2 separate regions of the Zea mays genome follow, and region 2 is linked to region 1. A link is a contact called in public Hi-C data. All regions are on one chromosome and are shown on one strand. Each heading gives the region's core, a stretch centred on a gene start, on an enhancer-like site or on the middle of the called end of the contact. The rest is flanking DNA. Distances are from core to core; before and after follow the strand shown.

Evidence for each region. A called contact is a pair of places that touch in the nucleus more often than the background predicts.
Region 2: a Hi-C map of leaf shows a contact between it and region 1, with 3 times the contacts expected there. The contact joins the promoter of LOC103643137 here to the promoter of LOC103643134 in region 1. A contact is called at or near these places in 2 of 25 Hi-C or Micro-C datasets (endosperm and leaf).

Annotation. Positions count from the first base shown.
Region 1 is chr1:203,089,706-203,097,058 of Zm-B73-REFERENCE-NAM-5.0, reverse strand. It overlaps LOC103643134 (nitrate reductase [NADH]-like), which reads left to right and starts at 2,851. Exons shown (of 4, transcript XM_008666285.2): 1 at 2,851-3,975; 2 at 4,068-4,208; 3 at 5,763-5,995; 4 at 6,111-7,353. The coding sequence starts at 2,970.
Region 2 is chr1:203,289,288-203,296,640 of Zm-B73-REFERENCE-NAM-5.0, reverse strand. It overlaps LOC103643137 (protein HVA22), which reads left to right and starts at 3,414. Exons shown (of 4, transcript NM_001364651.1): 1 at 3,414-3,589; 2 at 3,724-3,750; 3 at 3,882-4,200; 4 at 4,318-4,607. The coding sequence starts at 3,543. The coding sequence ends at 4,347.

The DNA.
Region 1 (7,353 bases), core at 1,602-4,101:
GCTAGGTTTGGTTATTATTCATATCTTGTAACCGGGCTAGATCCATATTTTGTAAATGACGCCCCTACTTGAACTACAAAAGGAGGACCTAAACGCCCTAAGACAACGGATCATCTAATCACATTGCATAGCCAATAGATACCACCACAAACATGACGTAGGATGTTATCTCACACTGAGAGCTCGAACTTGTGTAAATCTTCGAGTCTCCTGCGCCTTTACTTTTAGTTCTCGGTCTCGTGAAACCCCATAAATTCACTACCGAACAATCCTCGGCAATGTCGATTACAGATTTCACGAGAATGACTAACTATTCTGGCGGTCGCACTGTCTTTCTATTTATAGTGGTCAAGTTCATATACAATTAGAAATTGTTTTGATTATCCGGGGGCCTTCTATTTATGGTGATCAAGTTCATATACAATTTCTATTTTTAGTGGTCGTGGTCCTTCAAACCATGTCAATCCCTTTCTCCTGATATAACAATAAGAAATTGTTTTGGTTATCCAGGACCTTCGGGCAGAAAACTTCTCTCCAACATAGATCATGCAACGAAATTCAGAATTGGACAACTTAAACTAATTCACAACAGTTCAATTAGCAAGTCGAAGTACTGGGTTCACAGCATGCCAAAGTGAAGATCAGCTGCAATCGAACTTTGTTGTCCAAAAATAAATATCTCTATTCACATTTTTCCGAAAACAAATGCAGGAACGGAAAGGTTGTGCAGGATGTAGGTTGCAGGAATGATTCACTGCATCACAAAGCAGTTTCGCCAACGCATAGAACTGTCAAACATAAACTAGAATTTGCAAGTAGTACAATATAGTTGTATCCCTTCTAACAAGAGTGCCCAGGTTTGGCAAAAATCACATGATCTTCTAGGTAAAATGGAAATGCAACAATACCTAAGTACCATCAGTAAACTTTTCAATACAAGAACAAGAAAAGGACACAGAGGCTACAAGGACAACCGACAACAATTCAGTGCTTAAATGAGACCAAACCTTCCAGGCATTTCGTCAACAGCTGCTGGACCTCCCGAATTATCGTCCAATGGTACAAAGTGAAATACAGGATTAAAAATTTGCACGGATGATCATTCCAGATTAGCAATTAAAAAGTTAGAAATCGTATCATGTAAACGAACAAATATATACTTTGCCAGCAGACTTGCTCGCTTATGTCTTCCTGATGCAGTGATGCTCGCTCGGCTGATGCCCGCTCGCCTGCTCCAGCGTTCGCCGCGCTCCCAGCGAGGCCAAGGCAGTAGCGCCGGCGACGAGGGGGCCGGGCCACGCCCCGGTAGGAACGCGCGAATTCTGTCGGTGGAGCGAGCGAGAAAGGAGATGAGCAAACAGAGACGATAAGTGAGTACTTTGCAGAGGTACGAAACCGCTTCGAAGCTTTCTTTGAACAGCTCTAAAAACAGCGAACATGGCCTATAGATCTACTATTAAGGTGAATCTAATACGGTGTTTGGTTTCTGCGGACTAATATTTAGTTCCTACATTTTATTCTATTTTAATATTTAAATTATTAAATATGAAAATTAACTCTATTTTTGTTTCTGTATTTAATAATTTAGAGACTAAAATAAAATAAAATAAAATAAAGAGACTAAAAATTAGTCTCTAGAAACTAAACACTCTCTAAATTTAAATTTAGTGAACTCGGAGTGTTTGACCTACTCTTTATAGAGATAGAAAATCATTTTTTTGTATGAATTAAGAGCTCGTGAAGCTCTGCCAAAAATCTCTTAAACACCCTGCTGCAGGATCAAAATTCAGAAACCAGACCAAATCGCATATAAATGGATGAACAATAACCTAGTTGTGACCATTATTGAAGTTATCACGGGTAATATGGGTGTAGATGGTACGGATAATTATTTGTCCGTATTCAAATTCGATTCGTCAAAAAGGTTCGATTCGTATTCGAGTCCGGGTGCTCAATATGTGATCTGTATCCAACTTTTATCTATATATGTATTCTCAAAGTTGGATGTACAAGATATTAATATCTATTTAAATTTTATCCGACACAACTTGATAATATATGTATTGGATTTGAACTGAAGAGAAAAAATATGAAAACAATTACGAAATAAGCAATATCCATCCGTATCGAATCCTATTACAAGAAACTCACGGATAATTTTATCGATAGATTTATTAGAACAAATCGCAAATGTAGACAAGCCAAATCTAAGGAATTACTTAACTAACGAACGAGGTGTGTGTCTTTTGTTCTTCTTGCCAAATGATATAGTCTAACTAATTATTAATTATTACCCAAATGGTAATTATATCGTTAGGGCATGTACAGTGGAGAGACACCAAAACGGTTCTCCAAGCACAGGAGACAACTAAGAGACTCTATTGTACAATGGAGTGTCTATAAACGTAGTCTATTAATAAATACAGAATTAAATGTATTTGTATAGCATCAGATCGATAGAACAGACAACAAATTCGTACAGTGGGAAGTGAGGCGTCTGTTGTTACTTGGTTTACGAGCCAGAGGCGTCTCTTCACGGAGAGACGGCTCTAAGATTTTTTTTTTGCAAATAACCACCTAAAACACCTTAAGAGCCCCCACATTAAACACCACTGTACATGCCCTTAGTTAGACCAAACAAGCTAGTTAGTAACCGCTAATAGTTAGCTAATTCATCTAAACAGAGCCTAAAATGAAAGTCAGTCAATAATCACAGAATCCCACCTTATTTTTGGTGGTCAGCTGGGTGTAGAAAAACTTGTGGCGCACACTGACTCTGAGGCGCCATGTCACGCTGGAGCACCTGCGCCCGTGTGTATATATTATGAGCCGCCGCCTGTCGTACTGCCTTGCACAGACAACAACACCAAGCCACTTCCAGCAGCCTTCCTTCCAGGCCAGCTACAACTGCTGGGCTCATCACCAGAAACCAGAACGCAGTCGGCAGGCAACACCTCTCCTGAACCGAAATGGCCGCTGTCGAGCCCCGGCAGTTCGGCCGTCTGGAGCCGGCGCGCGTCGGCGCGTACCCTCCCCCGCCGAGCCACATCCCGCGGCGCGCGGACTCGCCCGCGCGCGGCTGCGGTTTCCCTCCCCTCGTCTCCCCACCCCGCAGCACGTCGGACGATGCGTCGTCGTCGGACGACGAGCAGGATGACTGGCGCGAGCTGTACGGGTCGCAGCTGCAGCTGGAGGTGGAGCCGGCGGCGCAGGACCCGCGCGACGAGGGCACCGCGGACGCGTGGGTCGAGCGCAACCCGTGCCTGGTCCGGCTGACGGGGAAGCACCCGCTGAACTGCGAGCCGCCGCTGGCGCGGCTGATGCAGCACGGCTTCATCACCCCGGCGCCGCTGCACTACGTGCGCAACCACGGCGCCGTGCCGCGCGGGGACTGGGCGACGTGGGCCGTGGAGGTGACGGGCCTCGTGAGGCGGCCCGCGCGGCTCACCATGGACGAGCTGGCGCGGGACTTCCCCGCCGTGGAGATCCCCGTGACGCTGGCGTGCGCGGGCAACCGGCGCAAGGAGCAGAACATGGTGCGGCAGACGGCGGGCTTCGGCTGGGGCGCCGCCGGCGTGTCCACGTCCGTGTGGCGCGGCGCGCGCCTCCGCGACGTGCTCCGCCGCTGCGGCGTCGCGCCCCGTCACGGCGGCGCGCTCAACGTCTGCTTCGAGGGCGCCGAGGACCTCCCCGGCGGCGGCGGCGGCGGGTCCAAGTACGGCACCAGCGTCCCGCGCGAGTGGGCCCTGGACCCGTCGCGCGACATCATGCTCGCGTACATGCAGAACGGCGAGCCGCTGCTGCCCGACCACGGCTTCCCCGTGCGCGTCATCATCCCGGGCTGCATCGGCGGCCGCATGGTCAAGTGGCTGAAGCGCATCGTCGTCACCCCCGCCGAGTCCGACAACTACTACCATTACAAGGACAACCGCGTCCTGCCGTCGCACGTCGACGCCGAGCTCGCCAACGCTGAGGGTAACTAGTGTTTGTTTGTTTGTTTACTACGGATCGGAAGCAAAGCAAGCAAGCGAAACGGGATTTTGATCTTGCTGCTGCAAAATGAGCAGCGTGGTGGTACAAGCCGGAGTACATCATCAACGAGCTGAACATAAACTCGGTGATAACGACGCCGGGGCACGACGAGATCCTGCCCATCAACGGCATCACCACACAGCGCGGCTACACCATGAAAGGATACGCCTACTCCGGTAAGTATACATACGCGGTCGCTGACTTTTCCTAGCTACGTACTTTTGGCATACGACTTACTTACTTAGCTAGTACAAATTCAATATGGAACTTGGCGCCGTTTTCTCTTTTGTTTTCCCAAATTCATAGCGGCGCCTTGGCACGGCTTAATTACATTTAATTTCACCCAACAAATTGCTGTTACAAGATGTACTTCGTAACCTTGTATCCTGTTGATACTACTTGGGTCATATTCTTAATACGTCAAGGGGGGAAAAACGTAGGAGTCACGCATGACTAGTGCTGCCATGAAGCTAGGTACATGCCTGAAAGAAGGCATTTCCCAAAAACAAATTTTAAGTCTCACCACCGAATACAATACGCAGCGGACAGCAACGACTCAACTAATTAAGCAGTTTAAAAATAACCGATGATGGACAAGCAATTTAACAGCGCAACGAAGATCGTAAACATGGAGCTGCCAGGGACGTATGTTGACAGCATCAAACTTAAAAGGTATACATGGCTTAACAAGAAAGGCGTGCAGTTTCAATTCGGTGACGCTGAACTTTTGACCGCTGATGCATGGCATGGGGGGCACTGACTGAGGACACTAAAAAGCATTCTGCGAACAAGTAGTTGACCCTTTCATGCTAGAAGTCGTAGCTTGTCTACTTCACCAGCAGCAGTAGGGATGGCAACGGGGAATAGCTTCCCATCTCCGTTCCCGCAACGAAAAAACTTTCCCGCGGAGATCCCTATGAACGCTTGCGAGGAACATTTCTTTCCCATTCTCGTTCCCCGCGAGGATAAATCTCCAACGGGAATCCTCATCCCCGTTTAAATTTTAATTAAGACATATGTACTTTACTATTAATGTTAAATATTGTCACTTATACACATTGTCAGATATAACAAATCATTATGCATACATCAAAATAAACACATTTATACAATTAGTGGTCTCTTGATAAGGTAATTATTTATTTTTGTCGTTAACTAGTACACAAAACATAGTCACGTGCAAGTTTAACGGGTCCCCTCGGGAAACGGGGATGGGGAATGTTTCCCCGTCCCCATCCCCGTTTACCCGTCGAGGGATAAATTTTCCAAGTTTATATCCCCACGGGGGAAGTTTCTTCCCCATCTCCATCCTCTAATGGAGGAATTCCCCACGGGGAATCGGGGATCGGATCTCCATTGCCATATCTAAGCAGCAGCAGGCAGCAGCACAGATTCTCAACAGCAGTCCCACAGATTATAGAAGTCGAAGCTTGTGGGAACCGGGTGCTGGAGGAAAACCATGCACAAGTTGGTAGTAGTTTGCTACTACGCCCCATTACTTTTGCTTTTGCGACTGTCGGAGAGGTCGCCGCCGGATTACTTGTCGAATCTGGAAAGGAAGGAACAAGCCGTCACTAGTGTTGTTTTGTCGGGATAGCCGTGCGCTAGCTGTGGCCTGTGGGCCTGTGCCAACATTTAGGTTTCACCTGGTGCCGTCGACAGTAGAAGAGACGTACGGTGAAAGTGTCATGAACCTTACGGCTTTTTCTCGGTGTTTTGGTGCGGCGTAGGCGGCGGCAAGAAGGTGACGCGGGTAGAGGTGACGCTGGACGGCGGCGAGACATGGCTGGTGTGCGACCTCGCCCACCCGGAGAAGCCCAACAAGTACGGCAAGTACTGGTGCTGGTGCTTCTGGTCCGTCGAGGTGGAGGTCCTCGACCTCCTCGGCGCCAAGGAGATCGCCGTGCGCGCATGGGACCAGTCGCTCAACACCCAGCCCGAGAGGCTCATATGGAACCTCATGGTACATTGTGTACATACATATATATACTGACAAGTTTTCATCTGTTCCTGGTGGATTATTTATTCTGACGATGGCGCTCGAACAACTGTTTCGCTGTTTGGCACGCACGGCACAGGGGATGATGAACAACTGCTGGTTCAAGGTGAAGGTGAACGTGTGCCGTCCGCACAGGGGCGAGATCGGGCTGGTGTTCGAGCACCCGACGCAGCCGGGCAACCAGGCCGGCGGCTGGATGGCGCGGCAGAAGCACCTGGAGAAGACGGCGGAGGCGGCCGCGCCGGGGCTGAAGCGCAGCACGTCCACGCCCTTCATGAGCACCACCGACGGCGGCCACCAGCAGCTCACCATGTCCGAGGTGAGCAGGCACGCGTCGCGGGACTCGGCGTGGGTCGTCGTCCACGGCCACGTCTACGACTGCACCAGGTTCCTCAGGGACCACCCGGGCGGCGCCGACAGCATCCTCATCAACGCCGGCACCGACTGCACCGAGGAATTCGACGCCATCCACTCCGACAAGGCCAAGGCTCTGCTCGACGCCTACCGTGTCGGCGAGCTCATCGCCACCGGCACCTCCGACAGCTCCGTCCACGGCGGCTCCGCGCTGCCGTCCCACCTCCTCGCGCCCATCCGCGAGGCCGCCAGGGCCCCGGCCCCCGCGCTCTCCGGCCCGCGCGACAAGGTCCGCTGCCGGCTCGTCGGCAGGACGGAGCTGTCCCGCGACGTCCGCCTCCTCCGCTTCTCCCTGCCGTCGCCGGACCAGGCGCTCGGCCTGCCCATCGGCAAGCACGTCTCCGTCTGCGCCAGCATCGACGGGAAGCTGTGCATGCGGGCGTACACGCCGACGAGCGTGGCGGACGAGGTCGGCCACTTCGACCTCCTCGTCAAGGTGTACTTCAGGGACGAGCACCCCAAGTTCCCCAGCGGCGGGCTCATGACGCAGCACCTGGACTCGCTCCCGCTCGGCTCCTGCATCGACGTCAAGGGCCCGCTCGGCCACGTCGAGTACACCGGTCGCGGCGGCTTCGTGATCGACGGCAGGGACCGCTACGCGCGCCGCCTCGCTATGGTCTGCGGTGGGAGCGGGATCACGCCCATGTACCAGGTCATCCAGGCGGTGCTGCGCGACCAGCCGGAGGACCGCACGGAGATGCACCTCGTCTACGCCAACCGGACGGAGGACGACATCCTCCTCCGCGACGAGCTCGACCGGTGCGCGGCCGAGTACCCGGACCGGCTCAAGGTGTGGTACGTGGTCGACCAGGTGAAGCGCCCCGAGGAGGGGTGGAAGTACAGCGTCGGCTTCGTAACGGAGGACGTCCTGCGGGAGCACGTTCCGGAAGGCGGTGACGACACGCTGG
Region 2 (7,353 bases), core at 2,165-4,664, 200 kb before region 1:
AGTGCTACGTGTCTAGCGGGGGAGAGCTGACGCCCTAAGTACATGTCAATGTGGCAGCCGGAGAGATCTTGGCACCCTGCTGGTGTGATGTCGTGGCCGTCGGAGGAGCAACGGTGCCTGGCGGAGGGACAGCTGTTGGAGCGGTCGAGTCCTTGCTGACGTCCACCTGCTTCCGTAAGAGAGCTGGGAGCCGCCGTCGTCACAGAGCGTGCGGGGCGCCATCATTGCCTATCTGGCGGAGCTGGCCAGATGGGACACCGGTCTTGTTCCCTGTGGCCCGAGTCAGCTCGGGGTAGGGTGATGATGGCGCTTCCCGTTGACGTGGCTGGCCTGCGCCCTAGGCTGGGCGATGTGGAGGCTCCTCCGAAGCCGAGGTCGAGTCTGTCTTCCATGACCGAGGCTGAGTCCGAGCCCCTGGGTCGGGCGAGGCGGAGGTCGTCGGCAGAGGCCAGGGCGGAGTCCGAGCCCTGGGGTCGGGCGGAGCGAAGTTCGTCGTCTTCTGGGGCTGAGCCCGAGTCCGAGCCCTGGGTCGGGCGGAGCAGAGTTCGCCGTCTTCCGGGTCTTAGCCCGAGTCCGAGCCCTGGGTCGGGCGGAGCGGAGTTCGCCGTCTTCCGGGTCTTAGCCCGAGTCCGAGCCCTGGGTCGGGCGGAGCGGAGTTCGCCGTCTTTCGGGTCTTAGCCCGAGTCCGAGCCCTGGGTCGGGCGGAGCGGAGCTTCCTATGGTGCCTTTGGCAGGGCCTGACTGCCTGTCAGTCTCACTCTGTCGAGTGGCACTGTAGTCGGAGTGGCGCAGGCGGCGCTGTCCTTCTGTCAGACCGGTCAGTGGAGCGGCGAAGTGACGGCGGTCACTTCGGCTCTGCCGGAGGGCGCGCGTCAGGATAAAGATGTCAGGCCATCTTTGCATTAAATGCTCCTGCGATTCGGTCGGTCGATGCGACGATTTAGTCAGGGTTGCTTCTTAGCGAAGGCAGGGCCTCGGGCGAGCCGGAGATGTGTCTGCCGTTGGAGGGGGCCCTCGGGCGAGACGGAAACCCTCTGGGGTCGGCTGCCCTTGTCCGAGGCTAGGCTCGGGCGAGGCGTGATCGAGTCGCTCGAATGGACTGATCCCTGACTTAATCGCACCCATCAGGCCTTTGCAGCTTTATGCTGATGGGGGTTAGCAGCTGAGAATTAGGAGTGTTGAGGGTACCCCTAATTGTGGTCCTCGATAAGTATATCAAATCAATATAAATTGAACAAGCAAGATTTCATAATACAAGAGGTATCTAATTTGGAGTTTAAATTGCTAGCTATTTTATAATAAACTATGTATTAAGTTTGTAGTATAATTTTAACATCTAAATGTACGGATTAAGATTAAGAGAAGTTGGTACGCAGAAAACGGGGATATTTTATGGTTCTCCATTCTCATGGCCACGAACCCTTTGGAAACTAAATTTTCCTCGTTTCGAACCTCATAGGACCTAAATTATCCATACTCTTTATGACTAGTTTGAAAACTTAAATCAGAATTTCCGGTATTTGAATGGGAAAATAAGCTAATTTTCCACTTAGGGCTAGTTTGAAAACCATATTTTTCTAACGGGACGTTTGGATCCCTTCATTTTAAAGGAATTGGAATTCACTCAATAAAATAACTTATTTAGTTTAGAATTTGACATTACACCACTTTCTAAAGTTCAGATATAAGCCTATCTCAAATTCATGGGGTGGAGGGTGAGAAATGATTTTATGCATTACTAGAATTAGTTTCTAATCTATAACTTACATGACACTCTTCGTCTCACTCCCCTATAGTAAAAATGTAGCACATAAATATCTCCGACATCTTGCTAATAATAATATACAAATATATTTTGCATAAAACCGAATTAGCTTAATTGATATATGCCTAAATTACTATTAGGGCCCGTTTGTTTCGTTGGAATTGAATTCCATTTTAATAATTATAATTTAGACAAAACTAATTAAGTTTATATATTTATATATGTAATATATTTGTATATTATTCTAAATCATATGAGAGAGATAGTTATATACTACATTTATGTTATAGAGGCGCAAGTAGAAGAATGTGTTATAAGTTGTACATCGGAAAAATAGCATGTAAATCTATAGAATCAATTTTCATCTTTCACCCCATGAATTTGAGGTATGCTTATATGATAACTTTAGAAAGTGGTGGAATGTCATATTCTAAAAAAAATAGCCTATTTCATTAGTAAGATTCCAATTCCTCGAAATGAAAGAAAACAAACGGGGCCTTATTAGAATGGAATTCAATTCCAATGATCCAAATGGGGCGTAAGGGATTTCCACTTTCCTAAGAAAAATTAGCTCATTTTCCCTTGGTGTTTAATAATTATGTTTTGTTAAAAGGTCAGCTTCCCGAGAATGCGTTGTGTAAAAGCCCAGTATAAGGGTCTGTTTGGTTGGGCTGTGGCTGTGAAAAAAGTTGCTGTGGGCTGTGAGCTGTGGAAAAAGCTGCTGTAGACTGTAAGCTGTTAAAAAGCTAAAAACCGTTTGGTGGAAACCACTAAAAGTCGTTAAAAAATCTTCGATATATGTTTTCACAGTTCCATCCGAAAAGCCACTAAAAGCAGGTCCAGAGGTGCTTTCAGATTTGCACTACGAGAAAGTCGGTTTTTAGAAAAAGCTGCTTCCTGGATCCAGCCCTTTGGTTGGCTTTTGGCTTTTAGGGGCACAAAAGCCAAAGCCAAAAGTCAAACCAAACACACCCTAAGTCGCGTGAGTGGGCCATTTATCTATTCCCTATGCAAATCTCCTGAAAAATTACAACATTAGCTCGTTAAAAAGTAAAATAATTTTAAAAAATTAGAGACTAATTATTTGATAACTTTATAGTTCATCACATTTTCATTGAAAATGTTTTATTTTTTTTGCCGAACTGATCTACACAATATTTGAATCTACACTTTTGGCTTGGGCTCGGAGAAAAATAGTGCGTGCCCAGCCCTTTGCTCTTTCCCCGATAACAACGCGGTATGTGGCCTAACGCCCAAATCCGGCCCATTTATTCCGGTGCGTAGATGCAGACGCGGGAGCAGGTGCCAAGTCACTGGCTCACTGCTGCAGGTGGAGTGGTGGACACTAGTGCCGCGGTTCATCTGACACGTGTCGCCACGTGCCGCCATGGCAGCACCTCAGCCCGGCCGGCGGGCCGACTGACGTCTTGGGCAAAGCGGCGAGCGACGCAGGCGGCGAAAGCCATCCGATTTGACCCCTCGCTAGACCTTTCAAGAACGAACGCTGTGCTGCTCAGATCAGACCGTGTCTGCCTCAAAGCGATGCCAGGACGCCACGTCCAAGCAAAGCACCCGATGCCATTGCCACCTCCCAGCACTCACGCGTGAGCGTGACTATAAAAAACGCACCCTCTGCATCCGCCCCCGTCTGCCTGCCCTACCGAATCTTTCGCCGTCCCATCAGCCCAGCAATTCTTCGCTGTTCGAGGACCCCTCGGTTTCGACCGAAGCCCAGCAAGCCGACCACACACCGCTGCCGTTGGTTCCGTCCCAAGAGATGGGCAAGTCCTGGTCGCTCATCAGCCACCTCCACACCGTCGCCGGGTAGTTTCGCTGCTCCCTCGCAGTTCGTTTTCCGATTCCTCCTCGTCCATCTATTGGGCTCGCTCGACGCTGGTTGCCTGACGTGTGCGTTTGCTGCTTCTTTGTCTTGTCTGTCCCTCCCTCCCGTTTCGCAGGCCAAGCATCACCCTGCTGTACCCTCTGTAAGTTCCTTCATCACCCTAATAATAGCAGGGACCAGTTTTACCAGTGCAGCAGTGACCGACCACGGTCCACGGCATACGTGAGCTGAGAGCATCGTGCTGGGACATGCGTGCCGTTGGTGGTGCTGCAGGTACGCGTCGGTGTGCGCGATGGAGAGCCCGTCCAAGGCGGACGACGAGCAGTGGCTGTCATACTGGATCATACACTCCTTCGTCACCCTCCTGGAGATGCTCGCCGAGCCGCTCCTCCACTGGGTACCCGTGTGGTACCCGGCCAAGGTGCTGTTCGCGGCGTGGCTGGCGCTGCCGCAGTTCAAGGGCGCCTCCTTCGTCTACGAGAAGCTCGTCAGGGAACAGCTCCGGAACTACCGCGCCAGATACCCGCGCAAGGGCGCCGCCGCCGCCGCCGTCGGCGGCGACGACGACGACCATAAGGTGCACATAGCCAAGGTAGGTAAGGATCGGACTAGATGAAGCCGTCGCGTTTTGTCGTTCTAGCGTATATGTGCTGTAGCTGTTAACCCACCTGTTTCTTCCTGTCGGGCTGGGAAACAAAACAAATGCTAGGCTGAGGCTGAGCACGACCATGTGCAGTGAAAGCGTGTGGAGACGACGCAGGAGCTGACCGGAGATCATCACAGGAACTTCTGTAGATCTGGTGTTCCAAGGTGTTCATTCGATGTATCATCCTACGTATCTCTGTAACTCTTGTGGACTGCCGGTGTCGCGTAATGTATCTGAACTCTTCGTGAGTGCGATGGAACCCCCCTCCCCTTGCAGCACGAGATGCTTCTGTAAGAACGATAACATGTAGACAAGCCAAGCGCCTCAGCTCCTTAAGTGAAATTCTCTACTACTACTACTACTATAATGCACCAGCTTTGTGCACGGATGAATTCATGCATCGTGCCCATCCCCACCCAAGGACTAGATTCAAGTCAACTACATGCTATGCATTACAACAAGCATCTGTTGCTTGCACAAATGGATAAATGGCATAAAGGGAATAAAAATTGGGCTAGATAAATGGCATAAAGGGAATAAAAATTGGGCTATTGCTATGGTGCAGAAACAAGACAGTACTGCAATTTGTCTAGATTTAGTGCCTAAAAATATCGAAGCTGTGGTCATAGACTAATTCTCTTCCCCCTTCGAGATACTATGATCACACCATGTCCCTATTGCCTGATATAGTCTAGTGAAGTCCAAACCATATATACTCACCTTCTCAAAAGGAGCCATATATATATACTCACCTTCTCAAAAGGATACGAGATATGTAGGACACGATGAGATCGAAAAACAAGTTCAGTCCATGTTTGATAATGGCATTATTTCAGTAAGTTGTCAAAAAGTGTTAGTTCATTTGCTACCCTAGTCGTATTAGGTGAAAGAAAAAGGATGGCACATGAAGATTTTGCATAGACTACATGAAATTGAATGATGTAACAGTATGGAACAAATTTCATATGCTAGTTATTGATGAATTTAATTCTTGGATGAACTGGTCGGTGCTAAGTTTTTTTTAGTATGGAATAAATTTCATATGCTAGTTATTGATGAATTCTTGGATGAACTGGCCGGTGCTAAGTTCTTTTCTAAACTGGATATGGCATTAGGATTACCCTGATTTCACCAAATCAGGATGTCAATCATCAGAATTTTACCAAAATCAGTATGTCAGTGGATGAGTATAAGATAGCCTTTAAAACCCATCGTGGCTAGACCCGTCATGGCCACTTTTCAATTTCGAGTAATGCCTTTTGAGTTGACCAATGCGCCAGCTACTTTTGATGTCTCATAATTTTTTTTGCCAAGCAAATGAGGAGGTTTGTGCTAATATTTATCGATGTCATTCTTTTTTTGCCAAGCAAATGAGGAGGTTTGTGCTAATATTCATGGATGTCATTCTTGTGTACAACCTTACACTGGGCACTGAATGTCTCCTTTTCAGTCACTAGTCACTCTCTTGGTCCTAGAGGAGATAGTAACATAAAGGAGAGTGAATAAGCAAAATCTAAAATTTATAAATTTGAACACAAACTTTATCTATGTTGTGTTAGAATGAGTACAGAATGAAGTCACTCTCTTGGTCCTAGAGGAGATAGTAACATAAAGGAGAGTGAATAGGCAAAATTTAAAATTTATAAATTTGAACACAAACTTTATCTATGTTGTGTTAGAATGAGTACAGAATGAATCGAAGTGTTGTGTTAGAATGAGTACAGAATGAATCGGAGTGTGGAAGAGTAGTTCTTTTTGCTAAGAGTTGCTCAACTTAAAACTAGAGATTAGAGAAAGAATCAAATCGCAATTAACATTTTAAGCATAAAGAACAACAATTTATTTTCCAAGTTTAGGTAAATTGTCCGATTTTAGGTTCTAAAGAACCTGAGGATAACGTAGAATGAGTCTCTTTCAACCCCTTTTCTTTCTCGGTCACATAGATCACATGAGTGCTTCTTCTTAATTTTGAGTCATTTAGACCCGGATCACTAGACACTTATGTGTCTCTTGCTGACTTTACAAGTGAGAATTAAGAGGGTGAAGAAGAAAGTATGATCAAAACACTAAGCAAAAGAGCATTAAATGCAACACTATCTCACACTCACTAGAATCTCCCACAAGGCGCTTAACCACTAATGAATACAATCACAATTATCGCATTTTGAGGATCTTTAATACTTGTGTGAAGCTTTGGAGTGAAGTTTAACTCATTGCAATGAATGTTGTTGGTATTTCGAACCTACGCTTCGACAAGTAAAGTAGTATGTGCGTGTTCTATGGTACGGATGGTATGCTCGGTGGGCGCAAGATTTTTACTGGTTCGGACAGAACGTCCGTACATCTAGTCTTCGGTGGCTCGCAATACTAGCATCTTGTTACTCAAAGCTCATAGTGGGGGATACAAGGGGACGAGAGAGGCAGGAGCTCACAGGTCTTTTATGCGTAGGTCTCTTATACGTGGATGGACCTAAAGGCTACGGTAATGGAGTTCTAAGCTAAGCCTTGGATGTCGCGGTGGCTCACGCCTTGTCTCCGGCCTCTTGGTCCTTTGGTCTCGTCGAGAGTGTGTGTGTTTGTCCTCTCATCTTCTTTTGGCCGACCTCTCTTTTTTATAGGCCAAGGTGAGGATCGACTACCAGTAGCTTCTTAAGGAAGGAGCTATTGCGCCATTTTTAAAACAGGATGTTCTAACTTAGTAAAGTTGCGTTCGTTCGTATGTGCGATGTGCCCTGGTCGGCTAGGCTTCCCTGGTCATGCTCTTTATGGCGGGCGGCGTGGGCGGCAAAAAGCCATGGCACCATCATTCCCGTCCCTATGCCACGTTGACCCCTGGCTGTCGTAGCCTAGATCTTGGCACAACTCGTCGTATTGCGGGACCTGTAGGAAGCTAGCGTGTTCAAGCCTAGGCTTAGTAGGTCATGAGTGTGTCGTAGGCCTAAGGGCTTGTAGGTTATGAGTGAAAGTTGGACCTACTGTCTCTCTCTGTGGTTCGACGCCAGGAGCAATTAATGCGGCACAACAGGTCAGTCATGGTCAGGCTTGAAATCCGTTCAAGTGGCTTCTCGATTAGCCTGACCCCCCTTCTGGCTCTGCCTC